2 separate regions of the Bombyx mori genome follow, and region 2 is linked to region 1. Evidence: chromatin contacts called from public Hi-C data. All regions are on one chromosome and are shown on one strand. Each heading gives the region's core, a stretch centred on a gene start, on an enhancer-like site or on the middle of the called end of the contact. The rest is flanking DNA. Distances are from core to core; before and after follow the strand shown.

Region 1 (4,961 bases), core at 2,459-4,958:
AAGAATATTTGAATCGACAGTGTGACGGTAGGCAGCGGCTTGGCTCTGCCCCTGGCATTGCTGAGGTGGATAGGCTACGGTAAGGGCAATAAAAAAAACATAAGATATGCGAGGGAAGGGTGAGAGTCGAGAGATGACGTATGATAGGCCCGAATGGAGAAAGAGGACATGCATCGCCGACTCCAAATAGGGGGATAAAGGCAAGAAGTGTCTACTGTGTATTATGATGATATTAAACCACCTTATGCAATTTTTATTTTATTTTATAGTAAAACTAGCTTTTGCCCGCGACTATTCGTCCGCGTGGAATAATTCATAAATAATGCTTTATTTTAGAACAAATTTGGTTAGCATAAAAAACGTTATAGTGAGCCAACCTTAACATATAGACATATGGTGTCGCGGACTTTTTTTTTTAGATCTTTTAAGGGAAACAATTCTATCATACATTATTTTAACGAAACTTTAACAGTTTTTACAGCGCACGCAGCGGAAGCTCACAAAAGGGAAAAATAATCCCGATTTTGAAACATCTTTATTGGTGCTCCGCTTGTATTGGTCTTAGCGTGATGTTATATCCTATAGCCTATAACCTATAGCCTTTCTCGATAAATGGGCTATCTAACCCTGAAAGAATTTCTCAAATCGGACCAGTAGTTCCTGAGATTAGTGCGTTCAAACAAACACTCTTCAGCTTTATAATATTAGTATAGATTATTTCTTTTATTAAACTCTTATTTTTATCGAGGGTACTTAGAAATAACAACTATACAATTTTATGAAGTACAACTGAAGTTACGTCACTAACCTTTAGATCCCAGTATGGCCGTGACTTCGCCGCTGTGTGTCGTGAAGGATACATCTTTAAGGATCACTCCTGTCTTCACGCCTCCAGTGAGACGTTGGAAGAAGCTGCCTGGTTCCACCTGAGAATCGGTTAATTTTTAACGAAAGAATCAGACGAAGAAATCGATGTTTCATGGATTCGCTGTTAGCGGTCTGGCTGGCTCCATCGCGCCTCAGCGAATACAAATTAGAAAATTTCAACTACGCTTATTTCGGGCTTGCGTATTTCCTTACTGGTGGTAGGACTTCTTGTGAGTCCGCGCGGGTAGGTACCACCACCCCCCCCTATTTCTGCCGTGAAGCAGTAACGCGTTTCGGTTTGAAGGGTGGGGCAGCCGTTGTAACTATTCTGAGACCGTAGAAGTTATATCTCAAGGTGGGTGGCGCATTTACGTTGTGGCTGTCTGTGGGCTCCAGTAACCACTTAACACCAGGTGGGCTATGAGCTCGCTCCAACCATCTAAGCAATAAAAAAAATCTCGAGGTTTACATTAGATCCTCCAAACGAGTAAGTGAGCTAACGGGGCTTTAACCTGGCAAAATACAAGGATTGAAGAACTTCCTCTCACAAAAGACATCAACGAGCTTAGACAGTTTCCCAAGGACACTTTACCTTAAACGTCAAATATAATAGTGACCCAAGACATAATTATTTCGCTAAAGCATTATTTTAAGCAAGGAATCAATCAGTAGTAACGATAAGTAATCAAAAGCACTGTATTATTAATAAATATGTACCTCTTCAAAGCAAACAAAAAGAAAATGGCTTTTACCGATTCGTAAGTATTGTGACGGTTATGTCCATGTTATGTCTAACATCACGCGATACAGGCCTGTTTTAATGCGCTTTTTAAAGCTTAATGAGTATCTATGTATGCAACTAAATCTTTTAACGTAATTTTCATAAACTCCAAGACGGTCGGTTAAATAAAAAATTGGTTTACGTATCAAATACATTAGAATACTATCATTAATTCGTTCTTAGATCCTGACTAGATCGTAAGAAAATAGTCACTTTAATTTTTTGGCTAGCGGTGTCTTATTTAATTAATAATAAAGACTACTTTAGAAAATCACTAGCACCTGAGATCTTCTAAAATCGCGAACCGGTCCCTCGACCACTTAATTCAACTATTGCAGTTAGTGCCCAAATGAAAAAGATGACCCAGAATATTTCGACAACAACGCTTGCAAACGCACAACAACAAACCACAGTGAAAACAACACTGCGTTACTTAACTCAATAAAACGACACTATTCATTTAAATTAAACTTTATATCTACAAACGAACCTGTCCCGAATGGAAAACGTTGCACAGCTCCAAAGTATAATCGCCACCGATCATTTTTCATACAAAAAATTTAAAACAGAAATTTTTAATAAATAAAACAAGAATCCGTGGCAAAAACAATGATTAAAACATAACGATGCGACACGACTTTCACGTTACTAAATATATTTCGAACTAACAGAATTGTTGTTAACTTCAGCTCGTTATGTCGGGCGAGACGTTGCCAGTTCGTATTCTGACTAACTTCAACTCTATAACTGTAGTTTCGGTTTTAATATCGTTTTACGAATTTCAACTCTGCTGCCTACGATTTAGATGTCAGTTCGCAATAACGTATACATATTTTGTTATATGTTAAGGGTAAGATTCACACATAAACGGGAAGATTTAATGCTATAGCTTTAGAAACTTTGAAACTTGTGTAATAATAAAGCGAATAAGCACGAGAAATGATGAATGAAGTCATAACTATCACTCATTATAACCTCAGGTAAAGGTGGTATACAGTATTTATGCCAGTATAGGTATGTATATCCATAGATAGTCGTCGTGGCCTAAAGGATAAGGCGTCCGGTGTATTCGTATGTAGCGATGCGTCAGTGTTTGAATCCCGCCGACAGGTACCAATTTTTCCAATGAAATACGTACTTAAGAAATGACTTCCACGGTGAAGGAACAGCATTGTGTAATAAACAGCAAACCCGCAAAATTATAATTTGCGTAATCACTGGTGGTAGGTACCACTGCCCTGCCTGCCTGCCTGCGTTGTACTGTTAAAAGGGAGACCTCACAACTCATGTCTCAAGGTGGGTGGCCGCATTTACATTGTAGATGTCTATGGGCTAGGGTAACCACTAACATCCGGGGGACCGTGAGCTCGTCCATTCATCAATGCAATAAAAAAAATCTTCATTCTTTTTCCTAATTCTTATCCTGATCTCACATTATGTGGGTTCGGGGCTGCGTGTTCTTTTATTCCGCTGCATATGGATTTCGAATTAACGACCGGTCGCTTGTTTAACACCAACCCGCCTTGGACTATGTAATAAAATCATTAAATACATTGGTGTAGTAAACACTGCTCTCGTGTTTTGTTTATTTAGTGCATAGAACATATTTAAATTTAAATATTTAGTGCATAGAACAAAGCAATAAAGATGCAATTCGCACGCGGTAGCAATGAAATGTATACGTTTGTCCTTTTTCAGTGTTACTTCATCGAATATCGAATCGCAACGGTTCTAAGGAGTTTTTATTTTAAAAATTGTCACTTATATTTGATATGGAAACTCACATAAAACAACAGACTTCTCCTTAATGAAGAAAGTAACAATTTTTCCTCACATTTTCTACGCATCGTGCGCCTACATATTCACAGTCAACCTCAGAAGGCTGTAATCATTTTACGTCCCTTTCTAACGCATCAAAAAGCTTGATATGCATATGAAACGCCCACACGTTTACAACCGCGTTTATGTTCTTGCATTCCGATTATATTTTGTTTCGTTCTCTCTAGAACGTTTCATTGGGGTTCGAATGAGATGGACTATCTGCGCAGTGTCATCGACACAGGCTTCGCAGCCGATGGCAGTCGCTCGACCGCCTCAAGTCGGTAGTATCGTCGTTAAAATAAATCATTCAACTTAAAATCGATAAATAAATAAATTAAAAAAAAAACGAACGAATATTCGAAAAACAAATTTTGTATTAAAAGTCTATGTACCATCGTTTGTTGGTGTACTGAGTGATTATAGATGGTTTTGGTGTTTTGTGATCCGCTGGAACTGTGTTACATTTAAAGTCCCGTTGCCCATAACAGGTATGTATAATGTTGACATTGCTAAGGTGTTATTTCATTAACTTTTTCTTTCGATAACATTATTCTCTTAACAATTCACAAAGCGAACCATTTATTATATTGTAGCTAACATTTTAAAGTGATTTATAAACACCATGACTAATAATAGCCCAGTCACAACCAGTTCAAAGGAGGTCAGAATTTGTTAAGCTTTTCATTAGACTGTTGTTACAAGTCTGGAAAACTGTTGCATTTGAAACTACCTTACAACGTAACTAAACTTTTTAGACTTAAAACCAACTGTAGATTGTAATAGTTTGCGTTGTTCATTTCGTTTAAATCACAAGGAGAAATGTATAAAGCTTTCGTTTATAGTAATAATAATAGTTGTGGATTTATTGACCTGGTATAATGAGAAGGAAAGAAAAACCACAATGTTGATGAGGAATGAAGAGTAAAATGACTGACAGTTAATACTGTACAGCAAAACACTAAGCTCTTGAAGCAAACAGTATTTTTGATGCTTATTACTCCTCATCAATTGAAAGTAGTGCGCTAGACACGTCCTTGCGGATCCATCAGATCTAATACTTGCATTAGACGCCTTCAGCTCTAACACTAGGAGCTGGTTTAGGGACCCCGGTAACCGTACTCGTCGAACTCAGCAAGGGGTTCATCGTGCAACCTAAACCATGCATCAGTACGCGGAGTTTCTCGCCAGGTCATCTCAGCGGGTCGTAATTCCGATGCGGTAATAGATTCATTTGCGAAGCAGTTGCTCTTGAGTTGTTAAGTCTCCTTCGGAGACGCTCGGGCAGCTGTTAGCAAATCCCACCCCTCATGGCTGAGCCTTTGCTCGCCCACCTGTCCTGGTGAAACTGGAAAGGCGTCCAAGCCACCAGTAATCCTTCAATCATAAAAAAAGTTGAAAGTAGCATCCACTCCAGTAGGTAACATAGTGTTGGTGTTTTAATATACTGAGCGGCTGGTGTGGCCAATTTACTAAGATTCTTGCCCAAAAGCAA
Region 2 (5,407 bases), core at 1,104-3,603, 68 kb after region 1:
AAGTTTTATTAATATGCCATATTTTTGTTAACTTTTGATTTCAGAAAAACTTTAGTATTCACTCAAGTTTCGACATTATCGAATATCATCACGCGAGTCCTCATAGCTGCTATTATATCTATTATCACCGGAACCATCTTCTGGGACCTGCCATCCACCGACCCTAAGGTACACGTTTTCACGTGAATATAAACCCTAATGTAGAGCGTTTACATGCCTTTTAGTATACAAGAAACTTATTCTTGTAAAGTTGAGTTGGTTAAAAGTGAAGTCGCGATTGCGTATCGAGGCCGACACAATATGCCATGTGATATTTACTCGTGTGACTTTATTGAAGTGAAATTTCTTTAGGCGCGTTGAGAGTAAAATTTACCTTGCTACAAATTCGTTACGGCTAGAGAGAAAAGATACAATTTAGGACGAGCGAGAGTGAGAAAACAGACTGAGCGTCTTGCGAACCGTTCGACCGTCGAGAGTGAGAAGTCAAAGCCAGCTAGGCCCTTTCTCTTATACACAACATTTCCTATTACAAGAGAAATTTGATTTAAGGATAAAAAATGAAGAAAACCATAACACTACACACACCCGCAAAAGAAGTTTCACTTCTTTCACGTGCACCGAGTTGAATGCGTGCCATTGACGACTTTGTAACATGTTATCATCTATTTAAAGAATATTTAAAAAAAATTTGTTGAATCAAAATTTCATGTTGAATTTATTGTAATTGTATTGTAATAATGTAAAGTTTTGAGGTTAAAGTTAATTTGACACTTTCTTGACACTTGACAGTTAACACAGAACGACAGAATAGGATTTCACTACACGGTGATGTGTTTGTCTGCTTGGCCGGTGTTGCTGTGGCTCGGCGCCAGGGAGGCCAGTTCGATGAGGAAGCACGTCGAGAGAGATATCGCTGTAGGACTTTACTCCAGGACCGTGTTTATATTATACGATGTAAGTTTTTATTATTATTAGTTTATTTAAAAAAAGAATTGCTTAGATGGATCGACGAGTTCACAACTCACCTGGGATGTAGTGGTGTTTGACAAGAGACACCTTCAGAAAATGAGTTTTAAGTCTCGATTTTCACAGTAGAACGGTTTCAAGCCCAAATGGAGGTTGTACCTACTCACGCGGGCTCACAAGACGCCCTACCACCAGTAATCCTTTTTTATTTTAATCTGTCAGTTAGCAACTATGTTGCGTATTACACAACCTCTGTTGCTAAAGTGCCACAAAAAAAATTTGATTATACCTACAATTTAAGTCTGCAATATCAGAAATGTATTTTAAGATTTTATCGTTGCTTTTTTCTAGCAATTTATCGAAGTACTTTCAGCGATATTGACCTGGCTAGCATACTTGGTCCCAAGCTATGCCATGTCGGGACTGTATGCACCCACACCAGGTGCCTTCGACGCCTTCTATATCTATTTAGGTTTGTATCTTATGCAATTTCTGAGTTCTTACATAATAGTCACCGAAGTGAACTAAATGTCTTTGATAACATATATATTATATATAATTATAGACTATTGAAAATTGAAAATAGTAACACTTTTGCCGTTGTCAAATTGCATACAGGGTGTGACAAAAACTGAGTTCAATTCAGAAAAAACAGAAAGGTGTTCTATTAAATTAGAGCAAATATACTGGAGCAAAGATAATTGAGGACCTATAAACATATTAAGCCTTAAAATTTGTATTTTTTCCCTAAAAAAATAATAATAATAAAAAACATTTTACGTGGAATAACTCGGATATATATTTTCTTAAAGTCATGGTATTATACGCGGCTGTCATAGAAAATTTAGTTTAAAACATCAGGAGGTAATAACCCTTTTTTTTTAATTGTTCACCGAACCGCTTCCACTAATTTTAGTAGTATTTTTTTTCTGTTTTCTTACGATTCATAGACCTGATTAAAACTACTTTTACAGTTGACCAACTCACTTGTTGTGGCCACAAAACTTGGAAAAACAAAGTATTTGGAACTACGGTATAAATAAATAAAAACAATAAGCGCTAAATAGAAACGTAAAAATACGTTCAATAATATATTTTGTGATTTAAATTTATAATATTATCTTCAGTTTAAACAGAGAATTACACGAGTTTATTAACTTTGATACAGAATGATACCCTCATGAATTGAAATTTTTTAAGCACCCTGTATGTACGCTAATATGTACTCATATTTAACTTGCTGTTATAATAAACCCAGAAAGATACGATAGCTAGTTAAAAATATAGGTTGTCTTTAAAGTCGGTTTACGGACTGTAGTTTTACGTGATAACGTAATTATCAGAACTATTCGAACTGCTAGCTCTGACGTCAAGCGAGAAGAGATATAAATGTGTCACAAGCCAACGCTTCGGCCGATCTTGCCTCTTTATCGCTTGCACGCTCAGGCTCAGGCGGAACGTGACACTTTTTCGTACGTGCAACCGATATTCATCGAATTATAAGACTTTATCGCGTCAACAAAATCGAATAATCCTTATTCAATATTTTAGGATGCATGGTGTTATTTTTCATCAACATCCAAATGGTGTGTCGAGCAACGATATTCCTGGTTCCGATGGAGAAGACGGCCTCAGTGATAGCTGGCGTATGTCTCCTGCTCGGCACCTTGGTGAACGGCGTGATGATACAGCAAGCGGATCTGCCTTATTACGTTAAATGGCTGCAATACGTGTCTCCGTCGAGGTGGACGATACCGGAGATATTGAGGAGGGAACTAAGCGAAACGGTTTTGAGGAACAGCATCAGTAAAGATCTCAGATGTACCAATAAACAGGTGAGATTTTTTTTACTTACAAAATTCCTAAAAAAAGGATATAGCTGTGCCAATGATATCACTGTTGACGATGAGATATAATCATTAAGGCAATGAAAAAGTATACCTATATGATTAATATTATTAAGTTATAGCTGTAGTTTAAAAAAAAAAATAATATCCAGAATTTAGAATACTTACCGCACTGTCGATTCAGCTATACAACGAATTAGTATCTTCATAATTAAAGCTATCCTGTATGACGTAATGTTAGTCAAATTAACTTGATCTGTAATGCAGTTGCTTTATTATGAGGCTGCGTCAAACAAATACGTGAGGTACTGTGACAGGTATGAGTAAGCTTACATTTGTACATTTTACAAATCAGTACAGTTTCAATAGCTCCTTGTAAGGGCATAGCATACACGAAGCTACTTTAGTACCGTGCCGAGTGTAACGGGAATCCACTTCTTCATGCAAGCCTTATAAATAGACCAACATCGTACATCTTAACCCACAGACACAGCTCACTGAGTTTCTCGCCGGATCTTCTCAGTGGGTCGCGTTTCCGATCCGGTGGTAGATTCTGCAAAGCACGGCTCTTGCTAGGGTTCGTGTTAGCAACGTCAGGTTTGAGTCCCGCGAGCTCACCTACTATTTCAGTGAATCTAGAATAACCTCTCGAGGTTACTAGTATAAGTAGGGAAAAAAAGAAGTACGTCTTAAACGAATCTTAAACAAAACGTTGCAGAGGCCGTATCCCGATATAATAGTACAATCGCCGTGTCCGCCGCCGAATGGAACTCAGGTGCTCTCCAACTACGGGTACCTTCGCGCGGACAACCTCTGGGAGCAAACGGACGACAGATTCCTGATCGCGCTGACCGTATTCTACGCGGTGTTCTCGCTGATTGCGATAATCGCTTTTGTCGCCGACTGCCCCAGTTATAGGAGAAGCAAAGAACGGAACAGTATGAAAGGACACAAGGTAACAGTTAACACTCCATGAGGGTACTTACTAAGCTAGGAGCGCTCATTCGAAATAGCAAAATTGTATATCAAACATTTGCCATATACTGGGTGTTAGGAGACCGTTTCCGAAAACGAAGACAGACGATAGTACTAATGACACCTTTGATGATGGAGTTGTTTAGAAAAATGTTGTAAATAAGTATTTGTGCGATCGCGCGAGTCTGCGCCGCGCCCTATCGTTCGTTGATCCGAGCATCAGCTGTTTTTGATTTTGTGTTTCATTGCTGGTTTTTTTTTTAGTAAAGTAATGTATTTTTTGTGAAACTATCGTTTCATTTAGCTGTACTAACATTATGGAGCGTAAATAATGCTAATAAAACGTTATAAAAATATGTTTTTTTTTAAATAAGAATCTTTTTTTTCCGTCCCATCATCAAAGGTGTCATTAGTACTATCGTCTGTCTTCGTTTTCGGAAGCGGTCTCCTAACACTCCGTATACTCAAGCAAAATTAAATATACAGGGTTACTAATAGTGAGTTAGATCGCCCGTCATCTGATTCGTAATTGTGTTACATTGCGTGCAATGCAAAACATTAGCTATTAAAAAAGAAATAAAAAAACATTTTGGTTTAAGGAACGATTCCAAACGATTTCTTGTATATGATTGAAACCTACAAATCAACTCCGAATCATAAAAGTAATATTTTGCAATACTTACCATATTAAATTACAAAAAACTTTGTCTATGATAATTTTTCCATCACGTAAATTCATTTAGATTAAAAATAAAAGTGTTAAGAGACAAAATAAAAAACAAAAATGTACAAAATAGTAAGCGATCACGATAAACAATTAATATTAGTTATTATCGAAATGCATTTTATTTTATTGTATTAATGTAAGCTCGCAAATACACCTAAGTCTTTGATGGCATGCCAGTGGCGGTATTCTGTAAAGCCATCGATAACTATACAACTATGATTAAAGTACATTATCACAATTAGATTTAGTGTACCTATATTACTTTAACACGCTTTTAATATCTTGATGTATTTCTATCTATTTATATAATCGAATATTTCAACGTATTTTTCACTAACCTTACGAAGTCCCATTAGCTTTAAAATTGGTCCACGTCTCAATTATCTATGACGATACAATAATTACTTTGACCTGATACACTGATCAGGATAAAAAGGGATTAAAGCGTGTTTGTTTTTTTAAATTTTTAAACTACCCGCATATATTCATTCTTCATTAAGTTTCGTTTTTGAAACTATCTCTACTCAATACTTCTTTACCTTTCTTTTTCTACCTCTTTGTGTATAGAAAAGTAGTCTGAGGTATCTTATATATTAGTTAGGACGATAATTTTTGAAGTGAAACTTCCTTATCGGCGTTGGAAAAAAATTTACCGTCACATTTTTCGGTTACGCGTCACTTTTTTCCGTTACGCGCCATCTGTTTTGTATTCATGTCTATGATAATAAAATCCTTTTGTTTAAACTTTATCTAATTTAACTTTTTTGTATTCATGTCTATGATAATAAAATCCTTTTGTTTAAACTTTATCTAATTTAACTTTATTTAACCAATTTCTAGAAAGTTGCATGTAGATCATTTTTCGAAAAATAAGGCCATAAACAAGTTTCAC

Evidence for each region. A called contact is a pair of places that touch in the nucleus more often than the background predicts.
Region 2: a contact with region 1 is called in a Hi-C map of whole pupa, with 10 times the contacts expected there. The contact joins the enhancer-like site here to the promoter of LOC101746447 in region 1. A contact is called at or near these places in 2 of 7 Hi-C or Micro-C datasets (both in whole pupa).

Annotation. Positions count from the first base shown.
Region 1 is chr22:3,956,288-3,961,248 of ASM3026992v2, forward strand. It overlaps LOC101746447 (ATP-binding cassette sub-family G member 8), which reads left to right and starts at 3,709. Exons shown (of 18, transcript XM_012695376.4): 1 at 3,709-3,957. LOC101735894 (ATP-binding cassette sub-family G member 5) reads right to left here and starts at 2,321. Exons shown (of 13, transcript XM_004931940.4): 1 at 2,139-2,321; 2 at 809-926. The coding sequence starts at 2,192.
Region 2 is chr22:4,025,623-4,031,029 of ASM3026992v2, forward strand. It overlaps LOC101746447 (ATP-binding cassette sub-family G member 8), which reads left to right. Exons shown (of 18, transcript XM_012695376.4): 14 at 45-168; 15 at 790-954; 16 at 1,318-1,438; 17 at 2,518-2,801; 18 at 3,532-5,407. The coding sequence ends at 3,789. Among protein-coding and RNA genes, the nearest start is that of LOC101735668, 12 kb to the right of the region's middle. Within about 2 kb of position 2,354, at least 5 of the 8 cell types and tissues checked have open chromatin away from gene starts, as enhancers often do.